Regions from separate parts of the Callithrix jacchus genome. Here region 1 is linked to region 2. Evidence: chromatin contacts called from public Hi-C data. All regions are on one chromosome and are shown on one strand. Each heading gives the region's core, a stretch centred on a gene start, on an enhancer-like site or on the middle of the called end of the contact. The rest is flanking DNA. Distances are from core to core; before and after follow the strand shown. Region 1 holds the start of WNT9A (Wnt family member 9A). Region 2 holds the start of JMJD4 (jumonji domain containing 4).

What was found. Hi-C and Micro-C count contacts between places; a contact is called where the count stands out from the background.
Region 1: a contact with region 2 is called in a Hi-C map of skeletal muscle, with 5 times the contacts expected there. The contact joins the promoter of WNT9A here to the promoter of JMJD4 in region 2. A contact is called at or near these places in 2 of 3 Hi-C or Micro-C datasets (both in skeletal muscle).

The regions. Positions count from the first base shown.
Region 1 is chr19:38,796,607-38,803,845 of calJac240_pri, forward strand. WNT9A (Wnt family member 9A) reads right to left here and starts at 2,108. Exons shown (of 4, transcript XM_035280681.3): 1 at 1,969-2,108. The coding sequence starts at 2,063.
Region 2 is chr19:38,613,832-38,620,886 of calJac240_pri, forward strand. JMJD4 (jumonji domain containing 4) reads right to left here and starts at 5,755. Exons shown (of 6, transcript XM_078357090.1): 1 at 5,464-5,755; 2 at 5,100-5,265; 3 at 4,111-4,218; 4 at 3,641-3,896; 5 at 3,069-3,215; 6 at 1-2,769. The coding sequence starts at 5,725. The coding sequence ends at 2,485. SNAP47 (synaptosome associated protein 47) reads left to right here and starts at 5,870. Exons shown (of 7, transcript XR_013529912.1): 1 at 5,870-5,931. It also overlaps the pseudogene LOC144580330.

The sequences.
Region 1 (7,239 bases), core at 858-3,357, 180 kb after region 2:
CTTCGCTGGGCCAGGAGCCACAGTCCCAGACCCCAACCAGCAGGAGAGGCCTTTCTCTACACACAAGCCAGCCTGGAGCCCTTTGTGCCCTCTTCCCCTCCACAGCCCAACCTCAGGAGCTGACTAGAGTTGGGGAGCCTGGCCTGCCCTGACCCAGGACGCCTCCCCAGCCCCTGGTTCGGGAAGGCGCTCATTCTCCGTCAAACAGAGTCCTAGCTGCCCTCTTGCAATGCCAGCTGTCCCTGAAGGCTTTGCCCTCTGGACTTCCCACATGGCGGCTATGTGGAGAACTGCCCTCAGGACAGGACTCAGGAATCCTCCCTTGATGGGCCCTTTGCAGCTAAGAAGCAGGGCCCAGGGGGCCTGGCCAGAGAAGCCACCACAGCAAGAAAGCAAGAGAGCTGAAACACACGCACTCAGCTAAAGCAGCAGAGCCCCTTGACCTCCACCGGGGCGCAGAGCCCAGAGACAGATCAGAGGAGGAGAGGCCAGGACCCAGCCCCACCCCGTCGCCAGGAATCGGATCACAGCAGGGACAAAGCCGCCCAGCCCAGACAAGCCCAGGGTGTGTCCGGAGCCAGAGGAGCAGAGCCTCCGCTGGGCCGGAGAGCAGGGAAGCACAGCTGGCTGGCAAGGCCCCCGTGACTCACCGCGGACCTGTGGCCCTCCCTTCTGCCTTCCCGGGTGAGGCTACGGGCTGCACAGATGGCGTGCCGTGGCGTGCCAGCCCGGCCCAGGGCCGTACCCACAGTCGGAGCCAGGAGAGGGTTGTGGGTGGGGGCCCCAGGGAACGGAGACACCGAGCTGACCCTGGAAGACGACCCAGAAGAAAGGAACGGAGAGAAAAAAGGCGGAGAAAGAAAAACACAAAGGGAAAGTTTCCCATGAAAATATTTTATTTTCTTTGAGAACAGGATACACCTGCAGGGCTCCTCGGCCCAGGCGGCCTCTCCCCACCCTGGCGGGTGCCAGATTCCTGGACCAACGGGGCCCTCTGCCGGCCAGGCAGCCTCGCGCCGGCGCTCGGGCCAGAGGGCCGGGAACAGGTGACCGGCGGAGGGCGGCGGCCCAGGGAGCGGCCCAGGGCGCCCAGGTCGGGGGCTGGGATCCGAAGGCCAACCAGGGCTCCCAGGGGCGGCGCCCGGGGCAGAGGTGGGAGAGTGGCGGGGAGGCCGGGGGCGCTGCCTCGCACGGTGCCACCCTGCACCTCGGCGTGCCCGAAGCGCGGCGAGGTCCCTATAAGGTCGCTGGGCTGGGCATCCCCGACCTGGGAGGGGGGAAGGGAAGGAAAGGCAGAGAAACGCGCCGACAGCCCGGCAAGGCGCCGCTGCAGACACACGCGAGCACCGGCAGTGACACCGCGGGACGCTCCGGCCGGGCCCTGCGCTCCAGGCCAGGTCCTGCAGACGCGCTCCCGCGGGCAGGGGTCCACGCCACAGCGTCAGAAGCAAAGCGCAAGAAAAACAAATTCCTCCAGCTTGGAGGGTTTTTTTTTCTTTCTTTCTCCCTTTGGGGCTCAGCGCAAGGAACATCTGGATTTTGTACGTATTTTTGTTACTGTTAAATAACTTCTCGAGGAGAGAAAGGCGGGGAGCTGCTAGGTGGGCGATGGGCTGCGGCCGAAGACTCAGGCTCCAGCCGTTTGGCAAGCACAGGGCGGCCCCAAGAAGCCGGGACCTGATCCCAGTCCCTAATCGAGAGGCGGTCCCGCTCACCGCGGCGGCGACCACCACGATTCCGCGGTCACGGAGGACGGCGGCCCCGCGCAAGCCCGACGGGTCCGCCCGCCTCTCTACCGTGCCCCGCCGCGGAGCGGACGGAGCGACGCGCGCGCGGCAAACACACAGCGCCAGGCAACCCGGCGGCCCCGCCGCGCCCCGGCCCGAGCCACCCCCGGGACTCCGACGCCCCCGCCCCGGCTCTGCCGCCCCCGCCCACCCGTGCGCGCCGGCCGCGGAAGGCACCTACCCGAAGTAGGCGGCCGAAGGGCGCAGCGCGGCGAGCAGCAGCGTCAGCCCGAAGGCCGCGGCCAGCCAGCGCGCCAGCGGGGGCCCATCCAGCATCTTGCCGCGCCGCGGCGGCCGACCATCGCGCTCCCAGCTCCGCGCAGGACGCGTCGCGGCCGCCGCCCTCTTATAGCGCCCGGAGCGCGGCCAGCTGGGCCCGGCCCCGCCCCGCGCCCGGGAGGGGATCACGCCGGCGCCGGGGGCGGGCCGAAACCCGAGCCGCGCGCGCGCCCGCCCGCCCGCCGGCCCCTCCTGGCCACGCGGGGCCCCGGCCGCCTCTCCCGGCGCGGGTCTCAGGCGCGCCCCGCCCGCGGGGACGGAGGAAGGAGGGGCGGAGAGCGGTGGGAACCGAGGGCGGGGCGGGCGAGAACTCTGGGCGGCCGCCGCGGGACGGCTTCGGGGGGCCGGGGGCGGGCGCGGGGAAGCGGGTAGAGCGTTGGGGGCGCTGCCGGCGGAGCTTGGGGTGGCCCCGGGGGCGGGACCGAGGGGGAGGGGAGGGGAGGCGTTGGCGGCCGGGCTAGCTGCCGGCGGGGCTCGAGGCTGGGACGGTCGGGGATGCAGAGGACCCGGGCGTCTACCCCGAGTTGGGCGCTGCGCTGCTGCCCTGGGGGAAGCCTGGCGAGGAGGAGGCGGGCTAGCCGGCGATGCCTGCGCCCTTTGCGCCTGCTAACCCCCTCAAGAGCGGGGCCAAGGAAGCGCTCCTCTCTGGCGGGCACGGTGGCTGCTTTGGGCCTGGGGATGAAGCGACGTGGCCTGTTGGGGCTGAGAGGTGAGTCGCTCTATCTTTTGGGGTCCTGGTGGTCTCCCCATTCTTAAATTGTGGGAGGGGAGCTAGCGGCTAAGACACTGCCACACCAGCCATCGGGCGACGCCCTTCTCCTGTTTCCTGGCCGGGACTGGGGAGAAAGAGGACTCCTGGGATGGAAGGTGCACGCCCAGGCAGCTAGAAGGGCAGAGTCGCCGCCCAGAGACTCGTCCCCGCTGCTGATGCGGATTCAGAGCCGCTTCTGAAGCAGGATGGTGTCAGAGGACCCAGAGCTGGCGTTAGGACACAGGTGCACACGTTCCAGACGGAACGTCCAGGAGAAGGCTTTGAGGTTCTTTGGATGGGGCCTCTGTGCCGCAAAGCAAGAGACACAAGAACGGGTTCCGGATCCAGGCTGGTGGAGGCATGTCATTCACCTGCCACCTGCAGACCCTGGTCAGTGCGGGGTGGTGCCCCCCCCCCACAGGCCAGGCTGCCAAGACCAAGAACACTTAGGGCCAGCGAGCCTGCCCGGCCACGTGCTGCAGGGGCCTCAGAGACCTGGGCTTCGGGACCAGCACTGCCCCCGGGAAGGAAGGCCTCTCTAGGCAGTGACCTCTGCGTCTGCAGGGGCTGATTCTGGCACAGTGACCGCAGGACCCGGGGGGAAGAGCAAATGCCCCAGAAGGCTGTGAAACCCTGCCCATCAGCGACCTGACTGTGGCAGTGACAGGTGGATATGAGGAGTCCTCAGGAGAAGAAAACAGCAGAAAATGGCCCCCATGAGGGTTCTGAGCCACCCTCACCACCTCTTGGGCTCTTGGCCCTGCTTCCCTGGGAAAGCCTGGCCACGTGGGCCACCCTGGTGACCATGCCCTTCCTGAGTCCATCCTGGCCAGCTTGCCACGTGAGCTCCAGGTACATGTGGGGCAGGGTAAGGCTGGGGCAGGGAGGAGACTGGGCCCGGCAGTCACTCCCTCTTGGGCCTTAGTTTCCCCGTCTGAGACCCAACCAACTCCAGTGACTGGTGGCTTTTCTCTAAGGTGTGATGTCCTGTATGAGAGCCCTGGCCCCTGGTTCTGCTTTTCCACTGAGTGTGACTGGCCTCACATCCTTCCCCATCCATAGGACCCCCTCCTGTGGGGTGGGGAGAGGGCACTCATTTGTCCTCTTTTGCTCATGAGGGGATGAGCCGCCTCCCTTGAAGTGGGGCTGGCTCAGCAAACGGAGGGCAGACGGCAGCCCAGCCACCCAGGCTGCAGCAACCCCGGGGAGGCCCACGTGCTGCACAACCGTGGGCACCAGTGAGCCCCCAAGGTCCAGCTCTAGCACCTGGAGGCAAGAGGCAGCAGAGGAGAGCAGGCAGGCGATCACAGGCTTAAAGGCATGGAGATTGCCTCCAAGAAGAGGCGTGAGATTGTAAACATGCATCACAAGCCTCTGGCAACACAGCTCCCGTCCACTGGGCGTGAAGCGCTCTCCCGGTTAGCTGTCCCAGGCAGCGTAGTGGTCCCTGAGGAACGAGGCAGCTGCCTGGCCGGCTGAGGGCGAGGGGTCTCTAGTCCCAGCCCTGGACTCTGGGAACACATTTGGTGCACGAGGGTGCTGAGAAGGAACATCCAACATCCATGGACTCAGGAAGGGCCCTGCTGTTTCCCCAGAGGAGGGAGGCCATCAGCTCCTGGCAGCTTTCGGTGGTGGTGGGACTGACAGGCCAGACCTGAGTGGCCCCACCAAACCCCCACTTGAAGCCCCCGCCCAGCCAGGAGCCTATCAGGACCCAGAGCATGTGGCTGACAGGACCCAGGGCACATGGGTGGTAGGGCCCAGTGCCCTATGCAGGGGGTAATGCCACAGATACCCCTGAGGTCTGGCAGACTGGCCCAGCTCTCACCTCCCTGCACCTGGGATGATGGTGACAGACCGAGGTGGTCCCCTCAGCCTACCTGGACCCAAGGGGAACCACACTCCCTCCCACAAATCTCCCACACCCTCTTCCACAAATCTCCCAGCCTCAAACTCCCTTTCATGTCTGGCTGCCCTCACCCACCACGGTCTGCCTGCTGTCTCAACTGCAGCAGCTGGTGGCCCCTCCCAGAGGGCAGCGTTCACCCGCCCAAGGGCACATGGCGCTAGGGAGGCAAGCGCCTGCTCCCGCCCCCTGCTTCTCCCACCTAAGCCACATCCAGACAACCTTGGGCACGGTGTGAGGGGGAGACATTTCCCAGGGAGGGTGGGCTTTTTCACTGCCATCCAGTAGACTGCAGTCTGGCCCATGGCAAAGTGGCCTCTGTGTTTCCATTGGAGAAGCCGAGGCTGCTGGTTCTCTGGCTGGAAGGTGCGTCGTACCCACAACTTCCCACGGCCTCCCAGCCCTAAGAAGCTCTCCAGGTAAGGGGAGGGGAGTAGGCAGGATAAGCCATCTCCGGCCCACAGTCGGGTGAACAGAAGTCTAACGCCAATCAATACCAGGCCAGGTGTGGGGCTTACCCCTCTATTACCAGTACTTTGGGAAGCCAGGTATGGACGCCAGAGGCCCGGAGTTCCAGACTAACCTGACCAACAAAGAAGACCTTGTGTCTATAAAGAAAGAAAGAAAGAAAGAAAGAAAAACAAATTAGCAGGCTGGGCACAGTGGCTCATGCCTGTAATCGCAGCACTTGGGGAGGCTGAGGCAGGTGGATCACCTGAGGTCAGGAGTTCAAGACCAGCCTGACCAACGTGGTGAAACCCTGTCTACTAAAAATAAAAAAATAAAAAATTAGCCTGGTGTAGTGGTGGGCACCTGTAATCATTATTACTCAGGAGGCCAAGGCAGGAGAATCGCATGAACCTGGGAGGCAGAGGTTGTAGTGAGCCACGATTCAGTCATTGCACTCCAGCCTGGACGACACAAATGAAATTTCATCTAAAAAAAAAAAGGAAGAAAAACAAATTAGCTGGGCCAGGCACAGTGGCTTATGCCTGTAATCCCAGCATTTGGGGAGGCTGAAGCAGGCGAATCACTTGAAGCCAGGAGTTCGAGACCAGCCTGGCCAACGTGGTGAAACCCTCTCTACTAAAAATACAAATAAAAAAAATGAAACAAGTTAGGTGGCCATTACAGTGTGTGCCTGTAGTCTCAGCCACTCAGGAGCCTGGGGAAGGAGGATTGCTTGAGCCCAGGAGTTCAGGGCTGCACTGAACTATGATTATACCACTGCACTTCAGCGTGGGCAACAGAGCGAGAGCCTGTCTGAAAAAAATTATATTAAAAATTCCGAAGTCCAGGCTCCTCAGTCAAGTCCCAAATTTGAACCAGTTGCAGACCCAGGCCCCTTGAGGGGGGACCCACTGTGCTCCAAAATCTTACTGTTCTTATCTCTCTCCCAGCATTCCCCAAAGGCCCTTAACGGCCTTTTGCCAGGGTGACTGTTCAGTGCGGAAGGAGATGGTCAGACCTTTCAGGGATAGCTAGACATGGCTCCCAACAGACATCGACTCCAGGAGACCCAGCGGGATGAGGTGGCCCCAGGCAGAGCAGGGGCTTGTGAAGGTCCCAGAACCCATGGAATTGTAGCTCAGTCAACTCCCAGTGCTTCCCATGGCACCCGGAGCCCCTCCTGTGGTGGCGTCCCCAGCTCCAGATGTGTAATTGGAGTGGACACGCTGGGCAGCTGGCCAAAGCCCCAAGGGACTGCAGGAAGTGTTTAAGGCCAGGCTGGGTTTTCCCTGCCCCACCCGCCCTAGGGTTCAGCATGCTTTCCAAGGGATGGGGGAGGCACAGCACAGACAGGTCCTGTCCGCTGTGAGGGGAAGGAGCCTCACCATAGAACGTGAAAGCAAGCCGGCTGTGAATGCTCCTCACGTCCAGGCGCTCTTGCAGACATCCGTCTTCGTGCAGGCCCCTGCCCTGTGAAATGCTGAATCCCCCCACAGCCGCAGCCCCTGACTGTGCCCGCAGGACGGCATGTACTGGGCTGCCACGGTGTCTGGGTGCTGCTGGGACGCTCTGCTTGGCAAAGGCAGCCACCTGCTGAGGCCAGGCTCATCCTGACCTCCCTTCCAGGCCGGTCTGGATTCCTCAGGGAAGTGCTGTGGGCTCACACCCACCCCAAATGGAGGGCCCCTCTGGAAAGCCAGGGTGCCCCCACCAAGCAGAAGCCACGCTCTCCTTGGATCCACTCAAGTCACCATGTGACTGGGCAGAAATGAGTCTTGTTCCCCTAGGCCTCGCCAGAAAGCTCAGGAGGCAGGACCCCTGGGAAACGGAGCGACGCCTCCCCCGAGGCTCCTCCTGCCCCACTGTCCCTGGCCTGCGACTCCTACCCCCACCTCACCCTGCTCCACCTCCCCAGTCCAGTGATCCAACCTCCTCAGGCCCCTGCTCCCGGGGCCAGAGTCACAGAGAGAGGGAGACAGAGATGGAGAAAGGGGAAGAACAAGAGAATGAGAAGGATGGAGAGAGAAGGAGAGACAGAAAGAACTAGAGGCACAGAGAGAAGGAAT
Region 2 (7,055 bases), core at 4,505-7,004:
TCATGGGACGGGCAGTTCTCATCATTGGGGGCCCAGGCATCATTGGCATATGGCCTCCCATGGGTGGCCTCATTCCAGGAGCAGGTCCCACTGGCATCATCCCAGGAGGCGGAGGGCCCCCCATATGGGGTGCTGGCATCATCCCAGGGCGAGGAGGACCCGGAAGACTTGGGGGAGATGGTTTCATCGCCCCTGCAGGAGGAGGAGCAGAGAATGGAGTAGGAGGTATCTTTCCTTGTGGAAATGCAGCTGTTGTTGTGTGAATCAGGCTCTGAGCCTGCTCTTCCATCCATTTCTGATAGTCGTCTTTCACCTTCTCTTTGTGTTTCCTACCACTGCAGTGTGTCTTTCTCACAGATGGAGTCATGGGTGAAGTATATATCGCAGTAGTCACAATAAAACTTGGGCACGTTGCTCTGCAAGCCGTTGGCCACTCCGTTCCATGACGCCCGGAAATGACGTTTGCTTTAAGCAAGAAAAAGTGACTGAGGCCAGCAAGGCCCTCGGGAATGTCTGTGCACTGCCTTCTGACTGCAGAAGCACGAGGGTCCTCACACCCAGGTCAGGAGCGCAGGACCACACAGGCTGGACAGGAAGAGACTGTGACCTGTGCTACCTTGAGCCGCTAGCTGGCACCCCTTGCCTCTACCACGGTTTGTGACTATGGTCTTAATACATGATCTCAAGCAGAACACACTACCCTCACTCAGCTAACAGACTGGAAGACACAGACATCTGGGACAATTCCCTCTAATCCTGTTTCAACACCGAGAGCTCTTCCTGCTGGGGCTGTCACCAAGGATCTGGGGGCTTGGTCTGGGCCCTGGCCGCCTGGGGGTCTGCAGAAGCTGAAGGACAACTGGTGCCCACCACTAGGTTGTGACCCTCCCCTGCAGGTGCTGAACCTGCTGCTCAAAGGGGAGCCCCAGCTCCAGCAGAGGCACCTCGTCACAAGTCCTCGGGGCACAAACCCACACCTTTGGTCTCAGCCTGTGCCTGAGTGGTGGGGTGCCAAGAGGCCCAAGTTCAGAGGTTGGCAGAGCAGCTAAACGGGTGAGCCACATCCCACACTCAGCCTGGGTCTGGCCCTGGTGAGGCTACAGCCATGCATGTTTTACCTCCCCTCCTCCCTTACAAGGCACCTTTGCCATGCGTGGTCTGGGCAGCGCGGGCTCCATCTGTAGGAGGCTGGATGACATCTCAGAGCATCCCCACGCAGACCAGGGTCCCAGCATACGGGTCCCTAGAAAGTTGTTGGCTGGAGCTCATTCGATACACACATATGAAGCACCTACTGTGTAAAGGTGTCTCTGCAAACGCTTTGCATGATTCACTGAACAGAGCAGACCCTTGCCTGCCTTTCTTGGAGGCTTCCATCCTAGCTAAGTGCCAGCAGCCCCAGCAGATGCCACAGGCAGGCAATGCACAAGCCATGGCATGTGCCACCTCTGTGGATTCGGATGCCTTCTCCCCTGCTGGGGTGAGGCAGCTGACCAGGTGAAAACATGCTGGCCTCTGGGTCAAGGGCAGGGCTGGCAGAGTGCCAGTCTCCACATACTGTGGATTGCTAGAGGGCTGAGGCCTGGGGGCATCCTCTGCAGGAGGACCCCACAAGAGTCCATTCCCCACCACAGGCCTGGGCTATTCACTGCTGAACAGACAGAACCCTTGATTGGCCTGGACAAGCCTGCCCACACCTCCATCATGCCCAGTGTGCAGAGGGGCCAGAGACACACCGCTCCTGAGAACAGCATCCTTGGGAAGACCCAGCTGTGAGTGCACAACAGACACAGCCTCTCCAGGCCCAAGTGTGGATTCAGCAGCAGATGGGATTCCACCCCAACATCAATGGCTTCTCCAGCTGCCCACAGGCCCTGCAAAGGCTACCTTGAAGGCAGGGAAGTGGCCGAGGACAAGGCTCTTTGCCAGCCCTGCTTAGAGGCCAGCCCAGCCTGGCCATCCCCTCTGGGGACCCATAAAGGCGCAGGCCACTGACTCTGCAGCCTATCACCTGGAGGATGGGCCAGCCCCAGCCCTGCCTGGAGGCCCTGGTGAGCTTGCACAGCACTGCTCCAACCCCTCCCTGAGCCCACAGGGCAGAGCCAAGGGTGGCCACCTAGGCCTGAGATGAGGGGATAGGGCTGGTCTAGAGAGAGGAGCCTCCAGAGAAGACATGGCCTCCTGTCAGCTTAGGCATCCCAGCCTAAGAAGGCAGGGCCCCCGAGAGAAAGGGGTCATGGCGCCACCCCTGAGCTCCCAGCAGGCCTGCTGCAGGTCAGAAGGGCCACATCCCATCTTGGGTTCCTGACCTCATTGGGCCTCACCCGAAAACAGCCCAGTGGCCATGAATAGCCAGGCCACGAGGCTCGACAGGGGTGGGCCCCAGGTCATAGGGAGGGCGCTCTTTATTTCTGGAAGGGCCCTGGAGCAGGAGGCTGGCTCTCATCCTCTCCTCCGCCCATCCTTCTGTCCTCTCGACAGGTGCTATGGGGCGGAGGTGGCAGCAACAGCCTTCCTCAGCTGCTGCAGCAGCTCCTTGGGCTGTGGTGAAAACATGCTGGTGTCCACTCTTTGGAAGTCGGGGTGCGCAACCAAGGAGGCCAGCACGTCTGTGAGGCGCCCAGCATCAAAGGCTGCCTGTTCGAAGCTCAACCCAGCATCATCCCTGGCGGCCGCCTCCCCCAGGATCAGAAGCCTCTTCTCGGCAATGACCTTGAGGAAGTGGTAAAACTCTGCAAAGTTGATGCCTGAGCAGGACCTCATGATGACCTGCGCAGAAGGAAGAGGCCAGTGAGCTGAGGACACAGTGCAGGCTGCAAAGAACCCGACATGCGCCCATTCTCCAAGGACGAAGAGGGGACCAGTAAGACAGAGGCACTGAGAAGCCGGGCGGGGAACAGGGGGTCTGAGCCACACAGCCCAAAAGCCTCCCGGGGGCTCAGCCCAGGCTACTCCACACTCTCACAGCCCGCGCCTACCCGCAGCTCGGCCTCACAGCCACACCCACCCTGAGCCTGCAGGCCTCACGAGGACCTGGCCCCAGTGGCCTCCGTGTGCAGCCGCCCCACCTGGCAGTGGTGGTGCCAGTCTGGCATGGAGTCCCTCCACTCGCTGACCTCCTCCTGCACGGCACGCAGCTCCTGCTGCAGGAAGCACCACATGCTGGCCAGGTTGAAGCCATTGACCCAGTTGTGGTTGATGGAGATGGTGTCATCCTGGAAGGGGCACGGTGCGGGCAGGCCTGAACCCACGGCAGGAGCCCCCAACCAGCCCACACCTCCTGCACCAGGAACCCACTGTGGGGTCCAGCCCTCTGCAGCCAGAAGGGCCCTCCTGTCTCACCGTGGGGCTTGCTCAGCAGGGAAGTGGGTATTAGACTGGGACCACCTCATGCCACAGCGAACCCAGGGCAAGTAGATCTAGGGACCAGCAGGGGTGAAACAGGCTGGGCCTCAGTGATGCCACCTTGTGAAGGGACCAGCCTCACCCACGAGCCACCCCATCCCAGCCCCGCTCTGGCTGGGACAGTGGGGAGGAGGTGCTGCCGTCTTCCTGCAGGAAGGCCCCTGACAGGAGCAGGAGAGCAGCACATCCTGGATCCAGGCCTCAGGGCGCCTCACTGCCTTACCAGGTTGTGTACCTGGTGGTGCCAGCCACTGGGCACAAACAGCATCTCGCCCGCCTCCTGCGTGACCTCCAGGGGTGGGCAAGCAAGCCGGCCCTGCGGGTACAGGTGTGTGTCGCAGAGTGCCGGGGAGGTGACGTCGTAGGGCAGGCTGCCGTGGCGGTCCCGCAGAGTCTCCTCCTGCCCTGGTGGGAAGAGGAGCCACTTCTTCCTCCCACAGATGTTGACGGACCAGCTGAAGGAGCGGAAGATGTCAGCGTGGAATGGGGACCTGCAGCAGCAAGAGCGTCTGGTTCGTGCCTGCAGGAGCTGGTACGGGCTTTGCTTGGCACCCTAGAGGCCTCCAACTGAAGGAGGGTGGCCCCTTGGTCTCGAGGCACCCACTGTGAGGCCTGTGCCAAGCAGCCCCCTCTTGCCACCCTGAGCCTCCCAGCCCGCCACCCCCACATCTGTGGTCTCACCAGCTGCCTGCAGGCCCTGCGTACACAAAGCGGTAGTCGTCCACCTCGAGCGCGTCCCAGAACTCATTCAGCCAGTCAGAAGAGAAGTACACTGGCAGGGTGAATGCGTCCTCTGCTGCCGCCGGGAAGTCCCTGTGAGGAGGGTGCACCACCAACAGCGCGTGAGACACAAGACCAGGGCAACACGAGTGGGCACCTGAGAACACCCACCTCCAGTGCAGCTGCCAAATGCCTGCAGCCAAGGGGCCGCAGCACCTTCTCTGAGCCAGCTGCTGCTGCTGGTGGGGTGGGGGGAGATGGTCTGACGCCAATGGTTCACTTATGAAAAAGTTCTGCTCATGCCTATAATCAGTGTTTTGACCCCAGGAGTTCAAGTCCAGACAGGGCAACATGGGATAATTTAGTCTCTTACCAAAAAAAAAAAAAAAAAAAAATTAGCAATTAGCTGGGCGTGGAGGTGCATGCCTATAATCTCAGCTACTAGGAAGGCTGAGGGGATCCATTTAAAAAAAGGAAAAAAAAGGCCGGGCGCGGTGGCTCAAGCCTGTAATCCCAGCAGTTTGGGAGGCCGAGGCGGGTGGATCACGAGGTCAACAGATCGAGACCATCCTGGTCAACATGGTGAAACCCCGTCTCTACTAAAAATACAAAAAATTAGCTGGGCACGGTGGCGCGTGCCTGTAATCCCAGCTACTCAGGAGGCTGAGGCAGGAGAATTGCCTGAACCCAGGAGGCGGAGGTTGCGGTGAGCCGAGATCGCGCCATTGCACTCCAGCCTGGGTAACAAGAGCGAAACTCCGTCTCAAAAAAAAGGAAAAAAAAACCATATTGACCTCCCAAAGAACAACACTTGCACCCATGCCGAAGACAACCCAGTTTCTTTTAAACAGATTAAAGTACTTCACGGGGGGAAACAGCTCCTCTTGGTGCCGCCTGGGCCACCTCCCTGAGAAAGGCCTCTGGGTTCCCGTGCTAGGGAAGGCAGCGCCTCGGTGCATCCCAAGCCCCATTACCTGCAGAGGTGCCAGTCTTTGAGGTAGAGACAGCCCCTAGGAGAGGAGTAGCCCCCCCGGATGTACTCTTTCCAGTAGGTGATGTAGTCTCTGAGGGGCATGTGCTCTTTGGGGTTCGAGTTGTATTCCTGGACCCCACAGTTTGCCACTGGTACAACCACGTCTCCTGAAATGAAAGTCAGGCACGGTCCATGCCATTTCCCTGGGCCCCGTCCACACTCCAAACCGTCTGCAGAGGAACTCTCGAGGCGCCACGCGCCCGGCCCCCTCACCCTCCCTGGTGCCCCTCTCTGGGCGGGGACCTCATGAGCCCGGGTCCCGCCGGCCGCCCCTCCCTGCCCGGGGTCTGCGTCCGCCGCCCCACCGTAGGTCCGCAGCAGGTGGTCGAAGTCGGGCCTCCCCGCGGGAGTCACCCAGCGCCGTCGGCTGCCCCAGCCCTGCGTGAAGGCTCTGGAGAACACGCAGGGCAGGTTGGGCAGCAGGAAGCCCCGCACGAAGTCGGCGTAGGAGAAGGCGCCCGGATCCGAGACAAAGGCCACCCGGTCCGGGGCCCGGCCGACGCCAGCCACACCGCCCCCCAGGCCTCGGAAGTGGCGGTCAGCAAGCGCGCGCGTCTCGCGGTCCATCCGGCCGGGCTGGGGTCGAAGGACCCCCTCCTCACTTCCGCCGGAGCAGAAAGGGTAAGGACAAGCCTCGGAACCAGAAAGCGCAAGGCGCTGCGTTTCCGCCCGACCCGCGCCTGGGGCGCCCGCCCCGCACGCCCGCCCTGCGCCTGCGCAAGGCTCGCCGCGGCGCCTCGGATCTGCTCTGGGGCAAGTCTGGCGTCCCTCAGGTGAGCGACGGCACTGACCTGTTGGGGGCCCGGCCCAAGCACTGGTGTCCGCCCTTGTCTCCGTCCGCGCGCTGTGGCTGACACAGCCCGAGCCCTCCTTCCCGCATCTCTGGTGGGGGGCGGGGTATGCGGGCAGCGCTGGGAGAGGGGCGGGGACAGAGGCGGTTCTGGGCGCGGGGGTGCGGCGGTGTGGGGGCGCCTGGGGATGATGGAACCCGGAGGGAACGGTGGGACCCAGAGGGAGATCTAGGGGGGCCCTAGGATGGTGGGACCTAGCGGAGATGGTAGGGTCCTGGAGGGGACGATGGGGACTTGGAGAAGATGGTGGCACTTGGAGAGGATGGGGACAGTGGGGACCTGGAGGGGACGAAGGGACCTGGAGGGGATGGGGGTAGTGGGGACCTGGAGAGGATGGTGGGATCATGGACGGGATGGGCGGGTCCTGGAGGGGATGGTGGGGATCTGGAGGGGATGGTGGGGATCTGGAGGGGATGGTGGGGACCTGGAGGGGATGGTGGGATCTGGAGGGGATGGTGGGGACCTGGAGGGGATGGTGGGGATCTGGAGGGGATGGTGGGATCTGGAGGGGATGGTGGGGACCTGGAGGGGATGGTGGGAACTGGAGGGATGGGGACAGTGGGGGCCTGGAGGTGATGGTGGGGTTGTGGAGGGGATGGTGGGGACCTGGAGGGGATGGTGGGGGCCTGAAGGGGATGGTGGGGATCTGGAGGGGTTGGTGGGGATCTGGAGGGGATGGTGGGGACCTGGAGGGTATGGTGGGACCTTAAGGGGATGGTGGGATCTGGAGGGATGAGGACAGTGGGGGCCTGAAAAGGATGGTGGCACCTGGAGGACATGGGGCAGTGGGGACCTGGAGGGGATGGTGGGGGCCTGAAGGGGTTGATGGGGATCTGGAGGGGATGATGGGGACCTGGAGGGGATGGTGGGGACCTGGAGGAGATGGTAGGGGACCTGGAGGGGTTGGTGGGGATCTGGAGGGATCGATCAGTGGTACCTAGAGGGTATGCTGGGATCTAGAGAGGATGACAGGGACCTGGAGGAAAATGTAGCGGGGGGAGCCGAAGGGGTCAGGGTGACCTAGATGGGAGAATGGGGCCCACAGG